Linked DNA regions of Canis lupus: region 1 is linked to region 2. A link is a contact called in public Hi-C data. All regions are on one chromosome and are shown on one strand. Each heading gives the region's core, a stretch centred on a gene start, on an enhancer-like site or on the middle of the called end of the contact. The rest is flanking DNA. Distances are from core to core; before and after follow the strand shown. Region 1 overlaps NSMCE1 (non-structural maintenance of chromosomes element 1 homolog). Region 2 has its middle 33 kb from the start of IL21R.

Evidence for each region. A called contact is a pair of places that touch in the nucleus more often than the background predicts.
Region 1: a Hi-C map of blood shows a contact between it and region 2, with 3 times the contacts expected there. The contact joins two enhancer-like sites. A contact is called at or near these places in 2 of 9 Hi-C or Micro-C datasets (amygdala and blood).

Annotation. Positions count from the first base shown.
Region 1 is chr6:19,552,681-19,559,383 of UU_Cfam_GSD_1.0, reverse strand. NSMCE1 (non-structural maintenance of chromosomes element 1 homolog) reads right to left here. Exons shown (of 8, transcript XM_038540001.1): 3 at 2,265-2,386; 4 at 1,292-1,369; 5 at 1-56. Among named protein-coding and RNA genes, the nearest start is that of NSMCE1, 25 kb to the right of the region's middle. Within about 2 kb of position 5,058, at least 3 of the 20 cell types and tissues checked have an H3K27ac peak or open chromatin away from gene starts, as enhancers often do. A contact at or near this core is called in blood, where this site is marked.
Region 2 is chr6:19,444,849-19,451,247 of UU_Cfam_GSD_1.0, reverse strand. No RefSeq gene overlaps it. Among named protein-coding and RNA genes, the nearest start is that of IL21R, 33 kb to the right of the region's middle. Within about 2 kb of position 4,352, at least 2 of the 20 cell types and tissues checked have an H3K27ac peak or open chromatin away from gene starts, as enhancers often do. A contact at or near this core is called in blood, where this site is marked.

The DNA of each region.
Region 1 (6,703 bases), core at 3,809-6,308, 110 kb before region 2:
TTCAAAATATTTGTGGAAGATGCAAAGCCAGTTTCTGAGTCAATAATCAGTTCCAACTGGAAGAAACAGCAGGTACCATGTTCATCTATCAAACCGCCAAAAAACAACATTTGAGCAAGAACACCAATCCTGGCGGGGGCAGGAGGCTGTGAAACTGCTCGCAATGAGCGGCAGCACTGGGCCCTGGGACGCTCCTTCAGGAAGACAGCTTTGTAACGAGCACCAAAAGCCATAACCACGGTCAGTCCTTTAGACTCAGTGTTCACCCTGAGATATTGTGCCAAATGAATGACCTTAACACCCCTAAATCAAGAATCCTCTCTTGCCCCCACCTCCCTGAAGGTAGAGAAGCTGGGGAATGAATGAATAACAAGGCAGCACCCTCCTACTCAGGTGGTAGGACTCACACGGACAGGACCTCACAGGTGAAGGGCAGGCTGGAGGCAGGAAGGGCAAGACAGCAAAGCCAGGGTGAACCAGGAGGCAGGCTTGCTCGGAAGCTGCAGAGACAGTGTGGAGCCCAGGCCAGGAGGGCCCAGCGGGCTGGTCCCGACACTGCTCACAGGGCTGCTGGGAAGATAGACTTCCTGCCCGCACAGGGCCAGCTAGCATCCCAGTGCCTGGTTCTCAACCTTGGCTGTCACTTGTCACCAGAGGCTTGGAAAGGAATGATTCTAGGAGGAGTCATCAGAGACCTGGATTGGCCAGGTGTGGATGAGGCCCCAATGTCTCAACTATTTTTACCCTCCGGTTATTAGAATATGCATCCAGGGCTGAGAACCACTGTCACGGCCAGGTGCTCACCAGGTGAGTGACAAGGCTGAACAGTTCTGATGCTGGGGAGGCAGGGCAGTGCCTCTCAAGTGTGAATGGGGAAACATGCCATTGGGGCACCTCATTAAAATGCAGACCTGGATTCAACAGTCTGGGGTGTGGGGCGGAGGGGAGGGGGGGAACTGGGATTTGGCCTTTCTAGCAACTTCCCTGGTGCTGCTGCTGCTGCTTCTGGGGGTCTGGACCCTGCTGGGAGCAGCAGGAGGAGCACTTGTTCACCTGCATTGCACAACCAGAGGCATGGTGCACAACCAATCCGGGTTTAAACCTAGAGAAGTTCTTCCTTCCTGGGCAGCCCTGGCGCCCTCCTGCCATCGTGGTGAGCTGCTCAGTGACCCACCCCCTGCAGATGGCAGCAGTGGTGACTCTCCAAGATCTTGGTTTCCATTTATAATGATGGAAGACAGCAAATCTCCCCTAAGAAGCCCAGCCCATAAACAGGAACTACTGTACTTACAGCCTTTCTAAACAGATCCAGCTCATTCTCTGCAAAATCTGAGGCCATTTTGGAAACAGAAGTTGTTGCAAGATTCACCTAAAAAAGAGGTCAGCATGGCAGTCAGGCTGGGCCCCTCGCTGGTCAGCTAGTAGAGCACCTCTCACCAGCCACTGAGCACTAGTGTGCAGGTGCTGCTGGCCACAGGGCTGGATTTGTGAACAGTCACATGTTACAGACTTAAGTCTCTAACTCAGTCAGCACGTCTGAATCTCAGATTTTCAGAACGTGTAGTATCTTCCAAACCCAGATACATCTGGGGAACTTACCTGCATGCTTCATGGAGCCTCACATGCAAAAGTAACTGACAAGGCCAGCAGTAAACAAATCAGATTCACCCATTTAATCCAGCGTTCCCATAACTACTTGACTCCACAACCCTTTTCCCGGGGAAGGGTGTGGGAGTCCTGGCCAGCGCCTGTCTCTGGGTGGGGCTGGCTGGGGGAGCCTGGTCTCCTCAGATGGGCCTACAGTGGTGCTCTAGCCCGGGCCGGGGGCCTGTCTGCTCCGCCTGCCTGTTTCGCCCCTTGTTCCCTGGCCAGGAGGGACACTGGAACAACAGGAGGCCTGACTGGCTCTCAATCCCTAGTGCCCCACATTTTTTTCCTTCTCACAGCTTCTATGCCTTATGAAAAATGAGAAACCACTCTCCTCCTTTTAATCCTAATATTCCACACTTTTGAGGTGACTGCTTGCGTTGAACTGTCAACAGACCAAACAAAGCCTAGTGCACGCTGCCCTGTCTCGGGCAGAGGCTCGGTGTGGGGCAGTGACGTGCACACGGAGGTGACAGCCCCCAGCCCTGATCATGGCACAGGACGCCGACAGTGGCTCTGGTGGCCCGGGCTGCGTCTGCGTCCCCCTGCAGGGCAGCTGCGGCAGGGGCGCCTCTGCTCCGCACAGACGCCGCAAGAGGGCGCCAGCAGGCACTCACCAGCGCGTACACGGGTCTCCCGTCGTCTTCGGTGGCTCCTTTCTTGATCTCAATATACAAGGATTCCAGGACGCTGTTAATGTTGTTGATAAAGTCTTCCAGCTCCTCCACGGCGGCAGTGCCTGGAGAGAAATGAGCCGGGGCGGGGGTGGAGGGCACCAAGGAAGTGTGGTGCTCGGAGTCTCTCCATCCACCTGAGCCCATGACACCAAGGCCAGAAGCAGGTGGAGGCCCAGCCCCTTGGTGAATGCCAATCATGTGGCTTCCTTCCTCGAGTCATCAGACCCCCGGAGAATGGTTTCTGAGCCCACCCAGCTCTTCCTGTCCTTGCTGTCCCCTGCCACCTCCTATGCCCCTCTGCAGGCTTCCCCCTCACAGCCTCACCTGTGCCCGATCCATCTCTATTCCTTCTTCCCTTTCTCCACCATCCAGACACATACTGAACACCCCCATGCCAGCCTTCGTGCTGGGCCGGGGGCAAGGGGTGGTGGGCGGGTCAGGGGGCGGCAGTGAAGGCTAAACGACCTGGGTAAGAGATCAGCGAGCACTGAGCACCCCCGCCCCCCCAGGGAGGCCCTGCACTGAGCACTTTCCAGGCATTAGTCCATCCTGCCAGCAGGCCTCTGAGGCAGGCACGAGCGTCCTCTGGTGTGGGGATGAGGCCCGGATGCACAGGGAGCTGACTTGCCTGCTATGAACCCCTGGGGCACAGTGAGCAGCAGGGAGCCTGGCAGCACAGCCATGACCTGAGCTCCAACCTGTATGCTAGCCCGCCTCCAGGCTGCCTGGAGCTGCACAAGGAAGGCCCCACCACTGTCCTGGGGCTGCCAATCCATACAGCAGAGGTATGCGATCAGCATCCCCATGCTGCAGGGGCTGCAGTGAATGGACCACCACCGGCTGGGGACAGAAAGCCATCAGGGAGCCAGTGAGGCTGCGGCAGGAGGCCCTGCAGCCCAGAGGGAGGGGGCAATGGGGAGCCTTTCCGAGTTGGAAACAGAGAAAGCAGCTTTGTGTCTTAGATTTACCCCCTCTGTGTACTGTGATACTTTTTTAAATAAAAAGTGTTTATTACTGTTTTTACTTACTAAAGTACTTTCAACAAATTTGAGAAGCAGCAGGCATACAGACAATATGATACCCTTAATGTTAAAGGCAATGATAAAACCAACAAAACAATACTTCAGGAGAAAGGCCTGGAAGAACGACCCAGCAAGCTGATGGCTCAGGCCACTGCCAAGAGGGAAACACAGACGAGGGGACGACACTTCAAAGCTCCTGTATACCTACAGACTGAAGGTTAAAAACAATAACCGGTTACACTGGTGGCACCAACGGTCACAGCCATGTGGACCACACAAGGAGACCGTCCTGACACAAGCAAGGGAGGACACGAGGTGGCCCGGAACAGCTGATGACCATGACAACAGTACTAATGTGCAAATCACAGCAGGGATCCAATCTTCCTTTTTAAGTAAACTTGTTTAAGTTTAAAAAAAAAAAAAAACACTTTAAATAAAACATCAGTAGTAGTGAGTAGGCGGTGCGTGGACATGGCGCGAAGAGCGAGAGCGCCGACAGCTGCGGAGAGCCCGGGGCAGAGGCCGGGCGGGACTCCAGCCCCCGCACCTGCACCTTCGCTCGGGCTCTTCCTTTCCGAAATGCCTTCTTCCTCCTCCTCACCCCCGTTTCTACCTACTACTCATCACGGAAGCCAGCTTGAATAGCACTTTTTTTCCATGAAATGTTCTCCGCAGCTCCCAGCACGCGGTGCCTTTGCTGTTCCTCTTCCACACAGACGTGCGCACGCAGCATGTGGGCCGGGGCTCGTGCAGCATGGCCAGGAGGCTTCTCCTGCCGCCAAGCCCCAACCCTGGGAAGCTGGGGGCACTGCTCACTGACTTGGGGGCGGGGGGAGACAGGGCTCTTCGTGGGCAGGAGCTGCTCCGTCCACCCAGTTACATGACACAATGGCAAGTCCCACCTCCCTCTGAAAGTGATAATACACACTTTCCATTGAAAAGGCCACTCCTGGGTGTCGCTCAGAAAAAGGTACCCTGTGGGCAGATCACAAACACTCTAATACATCGGACTTTCCAGATACCTCATCTGCATGGAGGTGAGCTAATAGCCACTCGGCACTTTCCCCTCTCCCACTCCCTCTGGCGTTTTGTCCAGTCTCATTTTTCAGAAATAATGAATATTTTCACTTTACCAAAAAAAAAAAAAAAAAATCAAAAACAAAAACAAAAACAAAAAACCCACTTCCTACTGCAGTCCTCATTTGCAGAAACCAGCCACCTGCTCCCCTGCTCACGTTCTCTGGCCTCACCCTCTCCGACCACACTGCTTCCTATGTCAAGGGCAAGTCCTCGTCCCTGCCAACTGCTGACACCCTGCGTGTTTCTCACACCCTGTGCCATACTACCTCCTTCTTAATCACTACCTAAGAATAAACTTCTCTTGCGTTCAGTAACACCCCCCACCTGACTTGAGTTTTGGGGGGCAACAGCATGGTGCTGTGTAGCCAGCCCAGTCCCACCCGCCTCTCTGGGGGACCCCAGGTGAGTCTCTCCCTTCCTCTCATCTCTGAAGGCCACCCACTGCCTCACCTTCAACTTCATGTGTCTGAAACCCATCTCTCTGACCCTCTCTCTAAAGCCACTCTTCACTCCGACCCCCCTAGCCTCCCACTCCCCTGGCATCCTGGACATGTCTCCCCTCCCATGCAAGCCTCTTGGACCAGACCAGCTGAGGGGAGGTTCCCGTGGCCTGGCCTCCTACGGCTTGTCAAGCACTGCCTTTCCCAATCACTCGGTCGGATTACCAAATCTGGCCACCCCACTACCGGAGTCATCTGGTAATGTTTGCTGAGATCCAAACAGGATCTCAGTTTTGTTTTTGTTTTTTGGGTTTTTTTTTTTTTTTATTGTCTTTCCCCTATGTGTGTGATCTGGGGAGAATAATTCCAGGAACCCATATCCAGAGAACCAGAAGGCAGGAAGCTGAAGGGACCAGATCTCAGGTCAGCCAGGAGTGGTCCAAGACCCATCAGACAGATACCCTCAATCTAGGAAGGGACAAAGGGAGGGCTGGAGGTGGTTCCAGCTCAGCCACCAGAAGGTGGGAAGGTGGGAAGATGGCTTTGGCCATAAGGTCGTCCTGTGCCCTGGTGTCCTCGGGGTCCTGCCCACTCCCCAGGCTGGCCCTTAGCTGCCAACCAGTCCTGTGTATCCCTGTCCCAACACCCTTCCCACGTGGTTCTTTTAAAGTCAGCCAGAACTGGGGCCACCTGCTTGCTACCAAGATCCCTGATAGGCCCATCAAGTGTCACGGGTACACCAGACCAGCGCGCTTCCCGACCTCCCATCCTCTGATGCACTATTTTCACTGCTGTGCCCCCTCTCCCTGCCCTGTTCCTGAAGCCCTCATGGAGCAGCTATAGTCTGCAGATCTGTACAAACAGCCCAGGCTAAAGGAGTGTCCCTGGATCCTATTGGCCCCAACATCCTGTGAATTTATGGTCATGTCAAAGTGCATGAGATAAAGGACAGACCCACACACTTCTGAGGCAATTATGTCCAGTCTTAGTCCCACCATTTTGATGACTTAAGAGAATTAATTAATAACTTCACTCTTCCCTTCAGAATCCCAAACCCACTGAGAAAAAAAGGCCTCAGCTACGTATCAAAGTAACCAGTTTTTTTGCAGTTGAGCTGGATCAGAGGCTGGGTCTTTCAATACCATGGACCTGCAGTCAGCACCATGGGTGACCAGTTCTAAGAAGTGACGAGCATGGTCCTGGTCCCACCACCACTGTCTCTTCTGAGAGCAGGGTACCACCCAAACCAGGGCATGGGGTACCATGTCCAAACCAAGCCAAGGCCTATGGATTTTAGGTGCCTCCTGGATCCTTTCTACTTGGGAGCAGGGTGTCCCTCGGCCTTCCTTGTGGGTTGTGGCAAAGTTGCTCTGGTTGAGCTAGAAACAGGGAGCCTACAAATGTGTGGCTATCATTCATTCGCCTGAGTGTGTGCTGGGCACTGCTCACTAGCTTGCTTCACTTCATCACTACAGGAGCTCTAGAACGCACGTCATGAATATCATCTTTATACACAAGAAGCTTGGGGAGGTCCGAGAACTTACCCAGTGTTCCCATAGTTTAGCAGGGGTGCCCAGGCCTGCGTGACACCACATCCCAAGCTCTGGCACACAAAGCCACAGAGCCTCCACAGAGCAGAGCAAGTGTTCCCTGTGAACACACCCTGCCATGTGCGGGGCTGAAACACCAAGGTCCTGGGGAGGACAGGATAGCTCTTTCTTTAGTGGGAAATGCCTTCCAACGGGACAATTAAAAAGGGGGGACTCGGGGCAGTGCATAGGCTGGGGTGGCACCAAACAAAAGGGAACACCATTCCTCTGATGAGCGGGGCTGCTTC
Region 2 (6,399 bases), core at 3,103-5,602:
AGTTCTGGTCTCTGCGTAGCTACCCTGATGGCCACACGTGGAAAGTAAGGGGCTTAGAGGTTCAAGGTTCCTTTCTGTTCGGGTGTTCTACACAATGCACTAGAAGCCATGGGGGACTCGCTACCTCACATGCAGCCTGGTGTTTGTTAGAAATCCTTCCTTTGTGCTGAGCCCAAATCTATCCCTTTCGATGCCCAAGCCGACCTCTCACCCCACAATTTACAGATGGGAGAACTTAGCGTGAGAGAGGAAAAGGGACTTGTCCAAGGTCACGCTGTGAATGACAGCCTGAACTTTTTGCCTATAGGAGCTCCTTATGAAAAGGCATATGTAAAAATTTGGAATCAAAAGAACTACTTAGGGCCAAGCAATATGCTAAGTGCTGTATATCTGCTACGTCACAGCTCTAGTAGGCGGGTTCGATTCTCCCAATTTTATAGATAAGGAAGCAGGCCCAGAGAGGGTGAAGGTTAGCTTAGGACCACACAGTGAGGACATCCTGGAGCAGGACTTGAACCCAGGTCAGACGTGGAGGGCTCCCAGCCACCACAGAATGTATGCCACCTACGTGAGTGTCAGCCCTAAATCCATCTTGCCTGAGTGTTGTCTCAGAAAATCACATTTTAAAAGTAAGCAGCAAACAGAGAAAACATGTTTTCATGTTTTGAGTTTTGTGTGAGTGGTGGAGGGGCGGTTGGGCTGGAAGTCCAACAACAGAACTGAAGTTGATCACCTTGTCATCTCCCCAGGGTCTTAAGAGAAGGGGACCCAAGTGGTCAGCTGAGGCTCCTATTACAGAGTTGTCTGGGCTTTGGGAAGTGGGAATGGAGAATTAGACTCCTCCCATTTCTTAAGTGGATTTAAACCCACCCTCCTAGGTTCAGGGAAGCTGGGGAAAGGCCACTGTTTTTGCTTCCCTAAATCCTCTTCCCCAGCTTAACACAAGGAAGGAGGAAGCAGAAGGCAGGAAAGCTGCACCTGCCACCGGTATTTACTGAGCACCTACTGTGTGCTCAGCACTGTGCCAGATACTGAAGGCTCTCACTGAGTGAGACGAGGTCCCTTCCTCCCTGGATCTTACAGTTCATTGTAGGAGACAGACATTAAATAGACAAAGGAGAAGGTTACACTGGGGGGTATTATGGAGAAAAGAGGAGTCTGAGGTAGGGGGAACTAACAAGGGAGGTCTTTAAGGAGATGACATTTAAGCTGAGTCTGCCATGACCGGAAGAAGCCAGGAAGTGCTGGAGGAAGAGCATTCTGAACAGAGGTGAGAGCAAGTGCAAAGGCCCTGAGGCATAATGAATTCAACACAGTCACAGTTCCAAAAGGTCAGCTACAGCGCAGTGAGCCAGGGACAGTGGTGGGAGATAAGCTCAGGCAGGATGGGAGCTGGAGCGAGGAATTTACATCTTGGTTCAACTGCACATTAACCCATAGGCTGAGGGGATCCCTGGGTGGCGCAGCGGTTTAGTGCCTGCCTTTGGCCCAGGGCGCGATCCTGGAGACCTGGGATCGAGTCCCACGTCGGGCTCCCAGTGCATGGAGCCTGCTTCTCCCTCTGCCTGTGTCTCTGCCTCTCTCTCTCTCTCACTGTGACTATCATAAATAAATAAAAATTTAAAAAAATTAAAAAAAAAAACCCATAGGCTGAGAAACACGGTCTGATGGAAACCAGCCACCAATCTTTAATCTCTCCAATCCCCAAAAGAAGCCGCCCAGCCGGAGCCAGAGAGGGGAAGTGAAGCCACTGGAAGTGTTCCTCCATCCAGCAGGGCTCCCTCCCACCTTGCAGAAGTGGGGGACTCAGGTTCCTCCTGACAGCAGTGACTGGCTACAGTTTAAAATCCTCATTGCTGGGACGCCTGGGTGGCTCAGTGGTTGAGCGTCTGCCTTTGACTCAGAGAGTGATCCCGGGGCCCCGGGATCGAGTCCCACGTCGGGCTCCCTGCATGGAGCCCGCTTCTCCCTCTGCCTGTGTCTCTGCCTCTCTCTCTCTCTCTGTCTCTCATGAATAAATAAAAAAATCTTTAAAAATAAAATAAAAGCCTCATTGCTGATATTTTCACTCGGGTGTGAAGTGACTTCACCCAGGGAATGGCTAGCTGCCAGGGACCTTCTTGGAATTTCTTCAACAAAGAACTTTTTTTTTTTTAATTTTTATTTATTTATGATAGGCACACAGTGAGAGAGAGAGAGGCGCAGAGACACAGGCAGAGGGAGAAGCGGGCTCCATGCACCGGGAGCCTGACGTGGGATTCGATCCCGGGTCTCCAGGATCGCGCCCTGGGCCAAAGGCAGGCGCCAAACTGCTGCGCCACCCAGGGATCCCAACAAAGAACTTTCTAAAATCTCCTTAAAATCTTGTCCTTGGCCTCCCAGTTCTCCAAATTAGGCAAGGAACCCCAAGGTTTTTGGGGTGTGGAGCCCCAGGCCCCTTCTCTGCCGTATCCCCTTTATCCTGTCCATCCCTTGGCTTTCTCATTTGTCAAACAGGAAGAGTAATTAAACCCGCATCCTCGGGGCATTCTGGAGATAGGCTCCCTCATCATCATCATCACCGCCATCATCTCTTGGCGCTCTGGCTTATTATGCCCACCCCTTCACTGGTCAGGAGTTCTCCACCTGGCAACTCACCCCTTCACTCCAGCGTTTATTAACTATACCCTGAGAGTCAGTTTGTTGTTAAAGAAAACACAAAAATTCAAATTACCGGCATGGATCAAAGTTTTATTTTAGATTTGCAGGAAGGGGATCAGAAGGAAGGAGAAAGACAAAATATTGGCTCAAAGGACAATTTTAGGAAAGGGATTTTGTAACAAGACAAAGGAATGTCCAGAACAGCACCGTCCAACAGAACTTTTTTGCTACAATGGGAGGGTTTCACGCTGTCCAGTACAGTCCACGTGTGTGGCTGGGAAGCGCTTGAAATGCGGCTAGTGTGACTGAGGAACCGATCCTTAAACTTTATTTTTTTAAGATTGATTGATTGATTTATGATAGACACAGAGAGAGAGAGAGAGGCAGAGACACAGGCAGAGGGAGAAGCAGGCTCTATGCCAGGAGCCCAATGCGGGACTCGATCCTGGGACTGCAGGATGGCGCCCTGGGCCAAAGGCAGGTGCTAAACCGCTAAGCCGCTAAACCACCCGGGGATCTCCCATCCTTAAACTTTATTGATGACATTTAAATGCAAATAGCCATCTGTGACTAGCGATTATAGTATTGGGCAGTGCAGGTTGCTAGAGCATTTTCTTCCCACATACCTTTGTCCATTGTCTCAGTGTGGACCTGGGAAGATGGAAGAGGGGACAGGACGGGCGGCACAGATGTTTGCCCCAAGGGGGGCCGGGGGAGCCAGGATCTGGCGAATCAGGTGGGCCCAGCCCAAGAGTGTCCCCACCCCAGGACTGCCCCCTCGGGAGCTGGAGGTGGGCGTAGGTGTGGGCGGGGCGAGATGCTGGCAGCGGGAGTTTCCCAGCATCCCCCGCAGGGCTGGACCAGAGGTGCGCAGAGCAGGAGGGCGCTGGGCCAAGCAGACCCGGGTGGCCCGCTGATGCGGATGCATTGATTTCGGGTCTCCCAGCCCCTTCCCCGCACACCTCCAGCCTCGATTTTACAAGGATTTCCCCCCTTCCCCGGGGAGGGGGAATGCCTCTGCTTTATTTTACTTTTTACACAAAAGCCCTGCTTACCATTTGCTTGTTTGTTTGTTTGTTTGCATTTGATCACTAAATTGGCACGTGCCGGCCTTCTCCGATTCAGAGAAAACATAAAGTTATAAAGAGGAAAGTGAAAACCACCGGAAATCCCATCCCCCGCCAGCTCCTGGCACCATGTGGGCGGTCACAAAATGAATGTTTGTTTTTGAAGGTGTAGCTCTGTGAACATCCTGTTGAATAAACTTTCTGACATTATTTTCCCACGAAAGTTATTAATCAAAAAACGAAAAGGCCAGCAAGAAGTTTTGAGCCACTGCAAGGGAGGCGTGAGGTCAGCGGAACCCCACAGCAGGGCTATGACGTGGGGGGGACTTGCCCATGACGAGCCCTGATTCCTGACCACTCTCCGCCACTCGCTGCCGGTATTTGCGTACCCCTCTGACAGCTCCCAGGACACGGAGGCTCGGGGCGCCTGGGTGGCTCAGTGGTTGAGCGGCTGCCTTCGCCTCAGGTCCTGATCCTGGGGTCCTGGGATCGAGTCCCGCATCTGGGTCCCTGCATGGAGCCTGCTTCTCCCTCTGCCTGTGTCTCTGCCTCTCTCTGTGTTTCTCAAGAATAAACAAAATCTTTAAAAAACAAAAACCACTGAGGCTCTGAGAAGCAAGGGCTCTGCACTCATCCTGCCTCATTTGGACCTGCCTGTGCCAATTCGGGGCTGTGTGGCGGTGGGCAAAATACTTGACCACTCTGGGCCTCAGTTTCCACCCCATCAAAGACCGGTAAGAGAGTTAGCAGGCAGCCCACAGTGACGGGATGAGGAGCAGGTGTCATGATCGGTGCCCAGCGCTCGGGTGGTGCCTAAGACAGCTGATCACCGTTTGCCACCCCTTGCCACGTGTTGATTGCACCCGGGCCAGTAGGGGGACTGGCTGCAGGCTCGCTCTTTGGTCCCTGCTGCCCCCTAGTGGCCCGCTGCGACCCCGGGGGGCCTACCTCTGTCCTGGAGACTCAAGTCTAGGGTGGAGCGACGCCCAGAAAAGTTGGCCCAGGAGATCCCACTGTCCCCAGCCCCGCCTCTCTGTCATCTCTGCCTTTCTCCCCCATACCCTTCAGCACCTTGCAAAAAGGGTCTGGCACGCTTTAGGAGCTCAGAATGCGGTAAGGACCAGCTGTGTGGCTCAGGGCCCGTCACATAACCTCTCTGTGCTTGCTTCCTCCTCCGTAAAATGAGAACGATACTACTACCGCCCTCAGGGACCAGTTGTTAAAAATTAAATATGCTTATTTGTGTAAGCCTTAGGATGGTGTCTGCACATAGTTAAGTGCTTGTCCAAGGGCTTGCTCGCATTTTTCCTATTATACTGATGGGGTCGGTGTGGGTGTTGTGGGAATGAAGGCATAAAACACAATTAAAGGAAATAATGACGTTCTAAATTGAATGCTATACTTTATCGCAAAAAGGTCAGACTAGCACAACAGAAATCCAGGGGAGAAATGGTCCCAATGGCATCATCGCACCAATGCATGTTTGTATCTGTCCACACATCAATTCTAGATGTTGTTCGGATGCAGAGTCAGTGCCTATATCTTTGCAGAGGTGTGGACCACGTGGGTGTCCACGTATCTATCCATCCGTACACATTATATATTTTTTCTCCCTCCCAGCCTCGCTATTTTACTGCAGGCTCTTCCTCCCTCCTGCTCACATTCTTGCATACCTTCCCCATCTCTCAGGGTCTTGCCCACACTCTGCCTCTCTCCTCCCCATGGACCCGTGTCATCAAGCTCTCAATAGATCTTTCCAGAGAAAGAGGACGAGATAAGGGCGGGGGGGGGGGGTGGCCTGGGAAGGTTAGAAGGACCCTAACTCACCTCGTCCCATGGATATAATAGCACCACATCGGTGTCGATAACCCAGAGCATGAGACTGGATAGAGATGCAGAAGGAGGGACTGATAGTAAGCCAAATTTCTTTTTTTTTTTTTTTAAGATTTTTATTTACTTATTCATGAGAGACACACCCAGAGAGAGAGAGAGAGAGAGAGAGAGAGAGAGGCAGAGACACAGGCAGAGGGAGAAGCAGGCTCCATGCAGGGAGCCCGATGTGGGACTTGATCCCTGGTCTCCAGGATCACACCCTGGGCTGAAGGCGGCGCTAAACCGCTGAGCCACGCGGGCTGCCCCAACCTCTGGATTCTTAAATAAACCATAAACTTGCTTTCATGTAAGCCATTGCAGAGCTTCTTTTACAGCCATAAAATAGTCTTAAAGATTGTGGTAGGTAGAATAATGAGGCTTCAAAGATATTCACATCATAATCCCTGGAAACTGTGAACATGTTATGTTACATTGCAAGGGGAAGTCAAGGTTGAAAGTGGAATCGAGATTGCTGATGGACTGATTTTACAATGGGAATATTGTCCTGGATTATTCAGATGGCCCCAAGGCTCATCTGATCACAAGTTGTCCTTATAAATGAAAAGCAGTTGTAGGAGAGTTAGCGTCAGAGAGAAATTTGAAGATACTATGCTGCTGGCTTTCAAGGTGGAAGAAACGGGACTTTGGGTGACTGCTAAAAGCTGGAAAAATCAAGGAACAGATTCTTCCCCAGAGTCTCCAGTGTCCTGCTGACACTTTGATTTTTAGCTCAGTGAGACCAATTTCAGTCTTCTGACCTCCAAGACTCTGAGATAACACATTTCTGTTTCAAGCCACTAGATCTGTAGCAACTTGTTAT